Regions from separate parts of the Mus musculus genome. Here region 1 is linked to region 2. A link is a contact called in public HiChIP or PLAC-seq data. All regions are on one chromosome and are shown on one strand. Each heading gives the region's core, a stretch centred on a gene start, on an enhancer-like site or on the middle of the called end of the contact. The rest is flanking DNA. Distances are from core to core; before and after follow the strand shown. Region 1 overlaps Clasp1 (CLIP associating protein 1). Region 2 holds the start of Nifk (nucleolar protein interacting with the FHA domain of MKI67).

Region 1 (3,330 bases), core at 331-2,830, 81 kb after region 2:
CACACCCGGCTTCTTCTTAGATTTAAAATTTTCAGATTTCGTTCTTCCCTCCCTCCCCTAAGCCTGAGCTCATCTGCTCAGCATCTTGACGAGTTTTGAGTTGCTTTTTGTACAGTGTGATGTAGCAGATCCATGATGATGATTCTACATGCGGGGAGCCAGTCACCCCAGCAACATTTGCAGAGCACTAACTGGCTTAAACTTTAACGTTCCTGTGTGTGCTCTCTCTCAGTAACTTTTATATTTTGCTTTGGACTTTTATTTCATTGCCTCTTGTTTGTTTGTTTGTTTGTTTGTTTTATTTATTATTTGTTTCATTTTTGTTTTCTGAGGTAGGGTTTTTCTGTGTAGCCCTGGCTGTCCTGGAACTAGCTCTGTAGTCCAGACTGGCCTCAAACTCAGAGCTCTGCCTGCCTCTGCCTCCCAAGTGCTGGGATTAAAGGCGTGCACCACCACAGCTCTTCAAGATTTTTAACTGTTCCTGTTAAGTCATATTTTGAAATGTTGGAATCAATGATAGGTTTTAGGAATTTGTGAAATGACCTACTATTTGGTTAAACATGTTAGATAGTATACTAGGAAATACGTTTTATTCCTGACTGCAAAACTGATGTAAGGTTTGGCTGGGGAGTACTTTCCTTGTTGCTTAGACAAAGTCAAGCAACCAAGGGAGGAAGTGTGTATCTCAACAGTCCGCTAGGGAGGGAAAGGCATGGCCGCCAGAGCAGGAGGCAGGTGCTCATGGGGTGCAGCCTACTGTTAGTAAGTAGATAAAAGCCCCTGCCTACCTTGTTTTTCATCTCCCACTTTTTAATTAGAATTTTTATTGCATTTTTAGTTATTTTACTTTGTGGGGGTGGGGTGGGGTCAAAGCTAGCAACACTCAAGTCACAGCACACTTGTAGAGGTCAGAGGACAACTTTCAGGAGTCAGAGCTCTCCTTCCACCATGTGGGGTCCTAGGAATGGAACTCAGGTTGTCATGCTTGGTGGCAGGCACTTTTACTCCCAGAGGCATCTCTTTTCCCTTTCTATCCAGCTCATGGAACGGTGCTGACCACATTCAGGGTCAAGACCTTCCCGTACCAGTTAACCAAAGATAGACCGTTCCCCATAGATGTGCCCTGAGATTTATTTCCTATCGGATTCTAGGACCTATGAAACTGACTATAAATATTAATGATCACAGGGTGATATATGGTAGATATGGTGTTATATGTCTCTAGTCTTACACTCAGGAAGCAGAAGCAGAGGAGTTTGAGTTCAAGGTCAGTCTGGGCTACATGGTGAGACTCTGTCAAAAATTAGGGGGTGATTCTGTATTTGATTTTTCACTTTTTTTTCCTACCCTAACCAGTTTCATTTTAAATAAATACTGAGTTTCAAATTTATTTTCCTTTTTTGCAATGAAGTCTGTGTTTTTCTACCAAAATGGAGTAAACAGCATGAGCAAAGTGTTTTGTCTGGACATTCCAAAGCTGAGCTAGGGAAGGCGTGTCTGCTTTCTCTCTCTCCCGGTCGGGGCCTGTGATCCTGTTTCCCTTACTGTGCTCTTTAGTGCTCACGAGTGTCTAGTGTTACTCGTCCTGGTGACAATCTTCCCTCGGGAGCCCTTTTCGAAACCCACATTCCAGATGTGGTGAAGGAGGCCGAGCTCTGCAGTGTGACCTTGATGTTTTGTTTCCCAGGATGTTTCACTCCAGGTCAGGATTTCTTAGCATCTGAGTAGGGAAACACCTGTGTCATCTTTGGTGCTGTTTGTGTGCCTTTGAGCCTTTTTACCAGTGGACTCAAAGACAGATCATTTCTCTTTCTTTCTTTCTTTTTTTCAAGACAGGGTTTCTCTGTGTAGCCCTGGCTGTCCTGGAACTCACTCTGTAGACCAGGCTTCTCGAACTCAGAAATCCGCCTGTCTCGGCCTCCCAAGTGCTGGGATCAAAGGTGTGCGCCACGACTCCCGGCTTCTCCTTCATTTCCTAGTTCTAAGCAGCAGATCAGAGAGCAGAACAAACACAGCTTTTGAGGGACAGTCAACAAAGTGATTGACCATCTGCTTAAACTCTGGACTGGGGACTTTGTCTGTAAAGTACTGTGTACTCCAGTACTTTCTGTGTACTCCAGAATTCTCTCTGTCTCTCACACACACAAGTGTGAAAAGCTAGGTGTGGTGGCCCAAGTTTGTAATTCCAGTGTTGGGGAAGTGGACAAGTGGATTCCCAGAGCCTCCTAGCCAGCCAGTCTAGCCAATAAGAGATCTTACCTCAAAAATAGATAGATGATAAGCAGACAGACAGATAGATGGATGATAGACAAAGAGACAGACAGACAGACAGACAGATGAATAGGACTGGTGAGAAAGTTCCGTGGGTGAAGGTGCTTGCCACAATTCTGATTACTTCAGTGTAGTCCTTGGGTTTGGAGAAGAGAAACGATCTCCTGAAAGTTGTCCTTTTATCTCTGATCTCCAGAGGCCCTTTATGGCATGCACACACACAATAAAGGGTATGCCCAAGATTGGCCCTGGCCTCCACACCATGTTTATATGTGCACATGCACGTGTAACTCCCCACTCCCATGAGTTTAAACTCCTCTAGTGGGAATGCTGCAGAGAGAGTAGCAGGGGCTTTCTGTTTTCTTTTCCACCTGTGTCTTCTTAGGGAGAGGTTGGGCTGCCTTTATCTGAATTGAATCTGTAGCTCTCTAGCTATATCTTCATGTACCTCTTGCTCATCCAGGAAGTAGTGGGAGTTTATTGTTATTGTTTGTTTTCTATTAATCTATTACACCTCAGGCATGAATTTCCATTCGAGGAGAGCAGCCCTCTAAGGAAAGACGTGCTTCTCAGTGTGCCCCGTCTTAGTGGTGGAGGTGCTCTGTGTGTTGCTTGGCTGATGAGTGTGCTCAGCACATGGCTCTCGACCTAGACCCTCGTTTCTAAAGTAAACACAGTGGAAAAAGCTTTCCATTCTGTGGTTTTATTTTTTTCAGAACTAGGAGTAGATTTCCTAGCTCACCAAAGCATTTGCTTGGGTATAGTAATGATATTTTGCTGAATTGTTTAGTAATGATTGTATAGAAGAATGACTCTAAAATCTCTCTGGAATTACTAGGTGAGACATCTTCCAAGGTAGGGTAGGGCTAGAATGGATGTAGAAATGGTATGTTAATGAGAACAGACCTTTTAATGAAACAATAACTTTTAATGAAAACTGCTGCCATTAAGAATTATTCTTGGGCTGGCGAGATGGCTCAGTGGTTAAGAGCGCCGACTGCTCTTCCAAAGGTCCCAAGTTCAAATCCCAGCAGCCACATGGTGGCTCACAACCATCCA
Region 2 (3,181 bases), core at 102-2,601:
AAATAATCTTCAGACCGGGTCAGTAAGGTGGCTCAACAAGTAAAGGCACTTGCCACTAAGCCTGAGTCCCCAAAACCCATACCGTGGAAGGAAAGAACTACAGCAAGTAGTCCTTTGACCTAGACACATGCGATGCAGCACAAGGGTGCACACACCCATACTCACTGACAGGCATACACTACACACAAAATCAATCAACCTGTCAATCAATTAATCTATAAGTAAATAAACAAATGGAGAAAAGACAACTGTTTCAACATAAGAAACTCTTACAAGCTTCTCCTTTTGTTTTCTCAAAATTCCTATTGTGTTACCTAAAGAAACTTACTAGGGAACTCAAGAGATGGCTCTGTGGTCAAGAGCTCACAGTCCTTAATTCCAGTTCCAGTGTTCTGATGCCCTCTTCTGGCCACTGCAGGCACTGCACATATAGGGTACATATACAGGCAAAACACTCATCGCATAAAAATAAAATAAATGGGGACTAGACAAATAGCTCACAGTTAAAAGTATTTTCTGCTCTTCCAGAGGACTTGAGTTCAGTTCCCAGTACATTGGACATCTCTCAACAGCCTGAACTCCAAGTTCAGGAGATCCGACACCATTATTCTCTATGGTCATCTGAATTCCTGAACACATACCCACTCACAGACACAGGTGTATAATATCAAAAATATAAATAGGTGTTGGATTATGCTGTGGAGACTTCCATGATGAGGACTGGTGGAATTTCAAGTCCTGAACTTGAGAGACCTCGGGGACTGGTGGAATTTTTTTCTTGTAGGGCAGGGTCTGGCCACTCTCCCACTTTTGGATGGTTAGAAAACCATTAGGGACGTTGGAAAACATGCGGGGGTGGGGGGACTGGGGAGGTTGGCCACTGGATCTCCTCAGGCAGGGGCCTGGCCACTTTCCTGCTTGAGCGTTTACAAAGTTTACAAAAGGAGCCCACAGAGGGGAAGGCTTTTCCTGTTGCACGTTGGCATGAACAGGCAACGGGCATGGCTAATGTTTGAGACTTTAAATTTGTTTTTGAGTCCATGGAGCCCAGGCTGTCTTCGAACTATGTTTATGAGAATGGCGCTGAACTCCTGATCCTCCTGCCTCTACCTCCCAAGTGTTGGGATTACAGATGGGGGCAGGGGGCGTGGCTCCAGTCACATTTTATGAGGCACTGGGTTTCAAACCTAGGACTGAGAACAAGCGCTTCACCAACGGAGCCTTAATCCGATTTTAAATGTTTTTAGTTTGTGGCCAGTAGGTGGCGCTCGAGCTGCCTCAATTCTAGACACCGGGGCCTGCTCTTTTGCTACACTTCCGCCTCTACTTCCGCTTCCGAGACGCGAAGGAAACGTCACTTCCGAAGGCTCCGCGTGGATTGACTTGTTCGGGTTCTCCAGCATGGCTGGGTTAGCAGGCCCCGCGAAGCCGAGTCTGGCATTGAACCCGCAGGAAGACTCGCAGTTTGAGAAGGCTCTGACGCAGATCCAAGGGCGCACGAAGAAGGTGAGCGGCGCGGGGCGGCCGGGCTGGCTCGGGAGCCAACCTCTCACGGGCTGGGAGACGATGGTTCCAATCAGGGGACCGAGGCAGGTCAGGAATCGGTGTGAGGTGAAGGAGGAGGGGTACCACGTGTGGGAGCATGGCACCCCCAGATCTCAGAATGTGTTAAAGCTGCCACGCTTCCGCTTTGACCTGCAAAATGAGGGTTCATGGTCTACCGCAGCATTCGGAAGGTGTGTTATGTCCCCTTAGTTTGTAGTGCTTAGAAGACGGAGTAGACGTCCCGAAGCCCACGTCCTGGGAGGATCGAGAGTCAGAATACAGCTCAGGGTCAGAATTCAGAATAGGGCTTCAACCTGTCAACCTGTCGAGTTCAGTTTGTATGCAATGTCCCTAACGGAAGTTTATAGTCCCTTTGGTTTGCACCATGGAGTGCATTGGAGAGAACGACAGCTTTTCTTTTTTTATTGTTGTTGTCCTGGGGGTCTTTTGGGAGGGTCGCTTTTGTTACAGTGTCAGTATAGGGTTTATTGTAGCCCAAGCTCACCTCACATTTGCTGTGCAGTCGAGGTCTTGAACCCCCTATATCCACTTCATGAATACACTATAGGTCACCCGGTACCCTACCTGACAGGAAACAAGTTCTTGTTCTCTGGGGTCATAGTATGGTGATAGAGAAGGAGAGTCTGCACCATGAAGGTTAACAACCGGAAACAGTTAAGATTCGGTGTAATAAACTGCCAACTGCATTCGGAGTTGAAGGTCTTGGTTTCACAGTGTTACTCTGAACATGACAGACTGTTACTTGCTTGTCCATTTAGCTCTTGAACACATGTTGTGCTGACTGTTTTGTAGGGACAGGTGGGTGTGGACATATGTGTGCCTTGGTGTGCATCATGGTGCGTGCGTGTGTGGGAGTCTGTCTCTTGCAGAGTCTGTGGCTCTGTGTGATTGAACTCAGGCCTCAGCCTTGCTCAGCAAGTGCTTAAGGGAAGAGAGATACCAAACACGGAGTTTTTCAGTTTCTGCCCTGATAGAGTTATGAGTTTGTTCCTGGACCAAGGGGAAAGAATGGTGTTGAAAATTTGTTGCAGGCCAGGCAAGGTGACTTTTACCTTCAATCCTAGTGTTGGAGAGGCAGAGGCAGGCAGATCTCCACCTAGCCTCTGAAAGGACTTTAGGAAGCTGGGTGGCGGGGACACACACCTTTAATCTTAGCACTCAGGAAGCAGGGGCAGGTGGATCTGTGTGAGTTTGAGCCTAGCCTGGTCTACAAAGCTAGCTCCAGGACAGCTGGGGCTACCCAAAGAAACTCTGTCTCAAAAAAAAGAAAAAGACATTAGAATTAATTTACTCTGAGGTTATGGAATGGTAACATACTTTCGTTGAAAAATAAAGACCTTTGCAGGGCATGGTGATATAGGACTTTAATCTTAGCATTCAGCAGTTAGAGGCCAGCCAGGTCTACGTAGTGAGTTTTGGGCCAGCCAAGGCTCCATAGTGAGATCCGGCTCAGAAAAATGTGTATACGCACAAACGTTTTGGTGTAGTATGAGTTTGTATTTTTAAAATGTTTATCTGTTTTAGCCTCAGCAAAAGAAGAAAGAAAAACTTAACCGTGGAGTAGTTTATCTGGGCCACCTACCTTCAACACTTTCTGAAAGCCACATCTATAACT

The links. HiChIP or PLAC-seq counts read pairs in DNA pulled down with a chosen protein or histone mark.
Region 1: an H3K4me3 HiChIP or PLAC-seq map of embryonic stem cells shows a contact between it and region 2, with 3 times the contacts expected there. The contact joins the enhancer-like site here to the promoter of Nifk in region 2. A contact is called at or near these places in 8 of 39 promoter capture datasets (the 3T3-L1 cell line, the C10 cell line, cranial neural crest and 5 more), 24 of 484 Hi-C or Micro-C datasets (CD4 T cells, CD8 T cells, the G1E-ER4 cell line and 14 more), 10 of 115 datasets of contacts at active chromatin or transcription factors (the 230-238 cell line, the SCID.adh cell line, bone marrow-derived macrophages and 3 more) and 4 of 9 other capture datasets (adipose tissue, embryonic stem cells, liver and 1 more).

The regions. Positions count from the first base shown.
Region 1 is chr1:118,401,166-118,404,495 of GRCm38.p6, forward strand. All of the region lies in intron 1 of Clasp1 (CLIP associating protein 1), which reads left to right. Among named protein-coding and RNA genes, the nearest start is that of Clasp1, 14 kb to the left of the region's middle. Within about 2 kb of position 1,581, at least 28 of the 459 cell types and tissues checked have an H3K27ac peak or open chromatin away from gene starts, as enhancers often do. A contact at or near this core is called in the G1E-ER4 cell line, embryonic stem cells and trophoblast stem cells, where this site is marked.
Region 2 is chr1:118,320,492-118,323,672 of GRCm38.p6, forward strand. Nifk (nucleolar protein interacting with the FHA domain of MKI67) reads left to right here and starts at 1,352. Exons shown (of 7, transcript NM_026472.4): 1 at 1,352-1,506; 2 at 3,091-3,181. The coding sequence starts at 1,402.